Regions from separate parts of the Sus scrofa genome. Here region 1 is linked to region 2. The links are chromatin contacts, called in public HiChIP or PLAC-seq maps. All regions are on one chromosome and are shown on one strand. Each heading gives the region's core, a stretch centred on a gene start, on an enhancer-like site or on the middle of the called end of the contact. The rest is flanking DNA. Distances are from core to core; before and after follow the strand shown. Region 1 holds the start of TLN2 (talin-2). Region 2 holds the start of TPM1 (tropomyosin 1 (alpha)).

Evidence for each region. HiChIP or PLAC-seq counts read pairs in DNA pulled down with a chosen protein or histone mark.
Region 1: a contact with region 2 is called in an H3K27ac HiChIP or PLAC-seq map of skeletal muscle, with 2.3 times the contacts expected there. The contact joins the promoter of TLN2 here to the promoter of TPM1 in region 2. A contact is called at or near these places in 2 of 5 promoter capture datasets (fetal skeletal muscle and liver) and 1 of 2 datasets of contacts at active chromatin or transcription factors (skeletal muscle).

The regions. Positions count from the first base shown.
Region 1 is chr1:109,678,396-109,682,171 of Sscrofa11.1, reverse strand. TLN2 (talin-2) reads left to right here and starts at 1,509. Exons shown (of 59, transcript XM_021094283.1): 1 at 1,509-1,638.
Region 2 is chr1:109,014,077-109,017,990 of Sscrofa11.1, reverse strand. It overlaps TPM1 (tropomyosin 1 (alpha)), which reads left to right and starts at 2,041. Exons shown (of 10, transcript NM_001097483.2): 1 at 2,041-2,233; 2 at 3,307-3,432. The coding sequence starts at 2,120.

The sequences.
Region 1 (3,776 bases), core at 260-2,759, 660 kb before region 2:
GAGTTCCCTTTGTGGCATAGTGGAAACGAATCTGACTAGGAACCATGAGGTTGTGGGTTTGATCCCTGGTGTTGCTCAGTGGGTTAAGGATCTGGTGTTCCTGTGAGCTGTGGTGTAGGTCGAAGATGCGGCTCAGTCCTGCGTTGCTGTGGCTGTGGCTGTAGCATAGGCCAGCCGCTGCGGCTCCGATTAGACCCCTAGCCTGTGAATCTCCACATGCCATGGGTACAGCCCTAAAAAGCAAAAAAAAAAAAAAAAAAAAAAAAAAAAAAAAAGCAGTAAACAGTTATTTTTTAATCATGCCCTGAGGTGGCTTCCTGCCACCACCAGTTACTGTTAGACTGGTGAATGTTTAAAAGATGTGATGAACAGAACCCCTTTTCCTGTGCAATTAGAAGCAGCCTGTGGGAGTTCCCGCTGTGGCTCAGTGGTAGTGAATCTGACTAGTAACCATGAGGATGTGGGTTCAATCCCTGGCCTTGCTCAGTGGGTTAAGGATCTGGCATTGCTGTGAGCTGTGGTGTAGGTCACAAAGAGGCTCGGATCTGGTGTTGCTATGGCTGTGGTGTAGGTCTGCAGCTACAGCTCTGATTTGACTCCCAGCCCAGAAACTTCAATATGCTGAGGGTGCAGCCCTAAAAAGACAAAAGGAAAAAAAAAAAAAAAGAAAAAAGAAAAAGCAGCCTGTGCCCTCCAACTTTAAAACTTTCTCAGATTGCCAGTTAATTGGTTCTGTGACTGTGCTTTTTGATTTATAAAGTTTATTCCCTGCAATAAGTTACACTTACTGTCCACTAATGGTGTAAAGATCTCTATGGTTGTGATAAAATCAAGTCCATTTACCTGGAGGAGAACATGCTATTGTTTGTATAGAGTGTCCAGCCTTATCCAATGTCCCAGTGGACTACTTCAAGATAGTTTCAATTTACATTATCTCCAATTCATAGAAACAACAATTTCATGCTCTGAGAAACACTAAAAAGTTGTAGCAGTTTAATTTGTGAGTAACCGAAGAGATGTGCTACCTATTTTGGGGGGAAAGGGGTTCATCCTGGTCATCTTATACTAGGATTGAAAAAAAAATACGACCTCTCATTGTATTACAATTTTTTCTTGAATTACAAAAGCAACGTGTCCCTTACAGAAAAATCAGAAACTAGAACTAAGCAGAAAAAGAAAAATCACCTACAACCTTACAAAAATCTAGATGTTAATGGTCTTAGTGTTTATGGGTCCAGTCTTTTCTGCTTCTCTTCACACATCATAGTTTTAAAAATGGGATCATATGGTACACAGTGTTTTGTGATTTGTCTCCCGGTCTCCTTAATAACTTCAAATTGTTTCAGGCCATCCTACAACACTTCCTAATGGCTGTGTAAATCAAAGAGGTATGTAATTGACTTTATTTAAGGGCACAGTAGGCAGGAGGAAAATTTCTTCTTATGAATTTCATAGATTATGCCCCTCATTCCTAAAGCCGGTCTCTAAATCACTAAATGACCTCTGCCCAGGTGTCGACGTGTGTAACACGTGAGAAGAAGGACGATTCCGCTTAGGGTTCCCGCTGAAAGCTTCGCAATAGGACGCCACAGCCCATGAGGATCCTCCCGTCGGAACCGCACCTCGCTTCCTCCAGAGGTAGGCTAGCGGCCCTGGGAAGCGCTCTGCGGACCCAGGGGCCCCATTCCCCGAGACGGTGCATCCCTCTCCCCCTTACAAAGCAGAGCCCGAGTTTTGCGACAGTTAGGCCGGCGCGTCCCTTAGGCTCGCGGACCCTCTTAAGACCGGATGGCGGGCTAGAGACCCAGGAGGGGACCCAGGGCGCCCGAGCCGGCCCAACTCCGGTGCCGCGCTGCGCCGCGACCGGACCGGAGCCGCGCGGGGCCGCGCCGTCCCCGAGTGATGACGCGCTTCCTGCCCTCCCGGCGCTCCCGGGCCGTGCGCTCGCGCTCGCCCTCGGCTCTTGTTCCGCGCCTGGAGCCAGCGGCGGCGGCAGCGGCTGAGGCGGCTGCGGGAGCAGAGCGGTCGCCGGGCGCGCGGGGGGACGCCGGCTGCACTCCCGGGCAGGCGCTCTGCAATGAGACAGTAAATGCATTCCCCGGTAAGGCGCACGGCTCACTCGGGTTTTCCTCTTCCTCCACCTGCATGCATGTTGCATGAATTTCTCGTGTCTTTTCCCTCCCATCTACAGAAGGAAAATGTGGGTGGTTTACCCCTTCCTTTTGCATCTCGTGAGTGATAGCAATGCAGAAAAAACCCCTTAAAGCTCTCAGGTTTGATGTTTTAGGAGGGCTTTTTGCAGGAAAATAAAAATAAAATAAAATTAATGCACCTGTCTATTGCACATTATGTTTCACTGCACTGGACCTGGGCGCCGCGGTTTGCAAACAGCCTCGTAGCCGGCGAGCAGATACCTAGCTGTGAGCAGCCGGTCCCCTCCGGGGCTCCCGCTAGGTTTCCGGTAACTGGGCTTTGAAAAGCGGCCCCGCCTGCACGCAGTGTCCCCTCGGCCCCGGCCGGGCCCCCGCGCCGGGAGAGTTGGCGCGGGCGGAGCGGCTTCATTCCAGCACTGGTCGCCCCGACTCTAGCGCCACTTTGCAAACAAGTCTCCAGCCAGGCTCCAAGCAAGACTGCCGGCTGGTGCGGAGCTCTTTTCCCAGTCCCGGACTCTCAGACCTGCTGATTCCACGACTCCCCTTTACTTGGCATTCTCGCCGCAAGCAAACTGCTGGCTGCTGAGGGACCAGGAGCGAGGGGAGGATTGGGATTGAGTGCCGCTGGCCTCGCGTTGGACGAGGGGCACCCTCCCCTACTTCGGCCTCAGGAGCTGAAATTTCGCGCCTGCCGGGAGCCAGGGGTCCTGGAGCCTGGCATTTCGAGATCCCCCGAGGGGACCGAGGAGCGACATTCGAGGGCGCCATATTTTCAGTGGGTCTTGGCTACGGAGGGGAGGGGGCGAACAGTTGGTGGGCCCCGGGGAGAGCGCGGCGTCCCCGCCGGAGAGGCTGGAGCGGTTTTCGCCCAGAAAGTTTGCGCGCCCAGGCCGGCACGGAGGCAGCCCCGTGGGGCGCGCACGGCGCCTGTCCCCGCAAGGGCGCGCGGGCTGCAGCGCGTCGTCAGGCCAGCTGGCCGGCATTGAGGGCCGAGAGCCGCCGTCGGGGACTGCGCGCTAGGCTCGCCTCCTTCCCGGGTCCCGCCGGCGCAAGGAACACGCCCCTCTCCTGCCGCCGCGGCCACCCGGGCGCTCCACCCGAGCCGTGCGCTTGGACGCGTCCCCCGGCAGGGTGCGGGTGTGGAGCGTTTTGCCGGCGTCGGGATCTGCCTGGGCGCCCCCCAGGGCGCGGGTGCTCACTCCCTGCGGAGACGAGGCGCCCGGGTTATCGTGTTAGGGCGGACGGCCTAGGGTGCGGTGGCTCCGGGGCCGAAGACCAGCCCGAGACTCCTCGCCTCCCTGGCTGCGGCGGCGACAGTGGCAGCGGCGGCGCCGGCGGCTGCGTGCCCGCCTCTTGCCGCGGTGCCAGCTCTCGGAGGCGAGGTAAGGGGGGCGTTTCCAGAAGTTGGGGCTTCAGGTGACGCATGGGGAAACTTGGATTTTTGCTGCCTGGGAAGAGCCCAGGAGACTTGGGGAAAGGAAGTTGATTCAGATTCCCCGTGTCTCGCTCGTGGTGAAAAACCTCTGGCTATTCCCAGAAGATAGGAAAGGAATGAGCTGAGGAGTTGGCGTGGTCCACGACAGAGTGAGAGATAGGAGATAGGGATGATGTTCTGGAGCATTG
Region 2 (3,914 bases), core at 792-3,291:
TAGGCTTAGGAGTTCCCACTGTGGCTCAGTGGGTTAAAGACCTGACCTTGTCTCTGTGAGGATGCAGGTTTGATCTCTGGCCTCCATCAGTGGGCTAAGGATCTGGCATTGCTGCAAGCTACAGTGTAGGTCGCAGTTGCCATGGCTGTGGTGTGGGACACAGCTGTAGATCCAATGTTACCCCTGGCCCAGGAACCTCCATATGCTGCAGGTGCAGCTGTTAAGAAATAAAAGAAAAGAAAAAGAAAACTGAGGTTTAAAGAGGTTGTGACATGGCTAAGGCCACCCTGCAAGGGAGTGGCCAGGCCAGGTTTGGATCCCAGGTCTAACTCTGAGCTCCCTACTCATGCCCCACATGCTGAGCACCAAGTTGGGGAGCCAGCTACAGGCATCTGATAAGTTGTCTCTAGGCCTGGAATGTTGTCAGTGCTCCAGTGGTTGGGTTCATCTGGTGATTAAAGGGTCCTGGTGAACTTCTGTGCCATGCAGCATTTATGCATGCAGATCTAACATTCTGACCCTTAGGTCAGGGTATTTTTACCTTCTTAGGCAGTTGGGTTAATGGAAGAAACCTGATAAAATCCTGGAGAGGAACTTGATCATTCTCTGAAGGACTTACAAGTTGTTTGGCCTGCCTAATCTGCTCAGATGCCGTCCGGGGAATATTCGGTATCCATGTAGTACAGGTTGTGAATTATTCTGTGGGGACTGTTAACAAGACCCTTACCAGCTCTGCCTCAGCCAGACTCAAGCAGGGCTTTGGGGCAGCCTCTTTTCTTCCCCTCCCACCGAAGCTCTAAAAAGAGCAGGCTTTTTCCCAGTGGGGGCTGGGAGGAGTAAGAGGTGTAGGGGAAATGCTTCTGCCTCCAAGCAGAGCTTACTACACAGAGCTGGGCCTGTTCCCTCCAAGTTACAGCTGTAGATATGATGACTTGGCTGGGATAACATTTATCCCATGTTTTGGCAACCTACTACCTCAGTGCTTAACATGGAAAGAGGCCAATTCCCTCAAATCGGTGCAAGAAAAAGGAGAAAAAGTTAGATCTGGAGGCACCTTGGGGCTCATCTACCCCCTGGATTGAAAGATGAGGAAACTGCAGCCTGGCGACTAAGTCACTTATCAAGGTCACAGAGCTGCTGCTGATTAAGACCAAAGACCAAGTTCCCTGCTTCTAAACTCAGTGGCCTCTCCCTTTAAACTCACATCCACCCACCTACACACCAACAAATACACCCCACCCTTTGCAAAAGTAGCCCACTCAGGCACACACAGAGATGAGTCAATGGGTCCTATGTCCCTAAAGTATACGACTGTCTCTCCCCTTTGGGACAGGGCACTGCATAAGACAAATTCTTAGACATTCTGACCCAGCAGAGAAAGTCTTTAGAGCAGCCCCCAGGCCTTCCTCTCAACTCTTCCTTTCTCTACTCCTGTTGAACTTCCAAAACGTGAAAGCCCTGGCTCACACCAAGTAGGGTGAGAGCTGCCAGGAGAACCCTTGGGGAACAGTGCCCAGAGCGAGCTTAGGGGCCGGGGACCCCGGGGCCTGATGCTTAACGCGCCGGGGCAGAGGTGAGGGAGAAGCGCATCCACTGTCTGCAACCCCCCTCCGGCCTTCTGCCACTCCAGACTCTAGGCTAGGGACCTTAAAGGCGGGACTTGGGCTCTGGGAGGAGGGGGCACGAAGGGCAGAAGGCAGAGGTTAGCGCCTCCGCCCCGGCTCGGCCCCTGCGAGGCCCCGGTGCCCAGTCCCTGGCGCGCAGGTTTGGAAAGCGGGAGGCCTCGCCCGACAGCCGCCTAGGCTGCTCGGGTCCCCATATATAGTCATATCCACCGTCAACTGGGAGGCCGGCAGGCGGCAGCGAATGGGCGTGCGGCCCCCGCGGGAGCAGCGGGGAGGGCGCAGGGGGGCGGAGGGAGGAGAGGGGGAAAGGGGGCAGGAGAAAAAAGCTTTTCCAAAAAAGTATTGGCTGTCTTGAGGAATGCGGTCGCCCCCTTGGGAAAGTACATATCTGGGAGCAGCAGGCAGCTCAGCACTCGCACTCCAGCTCGGCCGCTCCACCGCGCGCTCGCCTCCCCGCTTCTGCCGCAGCCCCAGGGCCCCTTACCGCCGCCACCATGGACGCCATCAAGAAGAAGATGCAAATGCTCAAGCTCGACAAGGAGAACGCCTTGGATCGAGCGGAGCAGGCGGAGGCCGATAAGAAGGCGGCAGAGGACAGGAGCAAGCAGGTCTGCGCCTCCCCAGCCTAGCGCCCGCCGGGGGCTGGGAGCCCCCGGACCTGAGCCTGGCACCCCTTCGCGGTCCCTCAACCTGAGGACTCCGGGAGCCGCCCCCAGCCCTGGGCTTCTGAGAAGGGGGAGGGGAAGAGCGAGACTCGGGCGTATTCTAACTTTTTCTCGTCTGGGGACGCTTATTTCCCTACTCTGGTTCCCAGAGCCCGCGAAGTCCATTCAGGTCCTAGAGGCACTTGATTCTAAGGATCTGAAATCAGTTTGGGATCGGCGTAGGGATGCGTTTGAAGGGAATCAAGTCCAGAAAGTATTACAAGTTCTTCTGGATTTTTCACTGGAGAGAATAAAACTTTTATGTGGAATAGAGACGGGGCCGGGGGCGGGGGCAGAGGGACGGGACAGTCCTGGAGTTTTTTCCTAAAAGCAAAGATGGGACAGAATAAACAATAGGCCCGAAGTCTAAGGAGACGGGAGCGTTTTTCTGCACCCCCAAGTTGGACTTGAGTCCACTGAAACCTTGGCAGGAGTCTTGTCCCGGAGAAGGTGGGGGTGCTGAATGGGCTAGGGGCTAGACGAAGTTATCCAAAGGCCTTTGAGCCCCACTTCGGCGGTGCCCCAAACCCAGAGGACCCCAGCCAACCCGGTGCCCCGTGTGTTGTGTGTGTGTGTGTGTCTAACACCCGGTCCGTGCCGGCCGCCCGCGCCCGCCCGCCGCCGCCACCCCGCGCCCCCCCCCTCCCCGCCCCCAGCTCGAGGAGGACATAGCGGCCAAGGAGAAGCTGCTGCGGGCGTCGGAGGACGAGCGGGACCGGGTGCTGGAGGAGCTGCACAAGGCAGAGGACAGCCTCCTGGCCGCCGATGAGGCCGCCGCCAAGGTACCCAGGGCGCGCGGCGCGGCTCACGAATGGCTAACTCTGTCTCTCTCTCTCTCTCTCCCTCCCTGTCTTTCCCTTTCTCTCTCCCGCTGTCCCTGTCCTTCTGGCTCTGTGCACCCATATCCCATCACTGCGGGATCACGCTGCCTGCTGCACCCCCCCCTCCCGCCCCCGTCCCCCACGGCCAACTCTCAGCTGGAAGATGAGCTGGTGTCGCTGCAAAAGAAGCTCAAGGCCACCGAAGATGAACTGGACAAATATTCCGAGGCTCTCAAAGATGCCCAGGAGAAGCTGGAGCTGGCGGAGAAAAAGGCCACCGATGTAAGTGCACACACATACTGCCTCCCTCACCTCCTGCCGTTGTGGCCGATCTGGGGTCACCATAGGGGCTAAAGAGCAATGGAGGAGGGTCACCTTCTCTTGTCACCTCCTCCTGCTGGACACCTGCACACAGCCTGCCATGGCCGAGAGCACTGGATGCTGCCTTCGACTGCTACTGCACACATTCATTTTTATTTCTTCCATTCCTCTCTCTTTTTCTCCTTCTTTCCCCCACCCGAGGGGGTGGAGGGGGGGTGGGTGAGAAACTGGGAGAATAGAGCAACTGAAATTGGACTCTGGAGGTGAACTCTGCCTCCTTGGTGACAGAAAACCTCTGAGGTGTCATCGCCAAGGTTTGTACAAACAGAATGCCTAGCTTTCTTCACTTTCTTCCTTTTTGCCATTTCTGGTGGGTGGGAAGGCCTGGTTTTCAGCAGTGGGTCTAGTCAGGGTACAGAGGGCCTGGCCTCTAATTTGAAAAA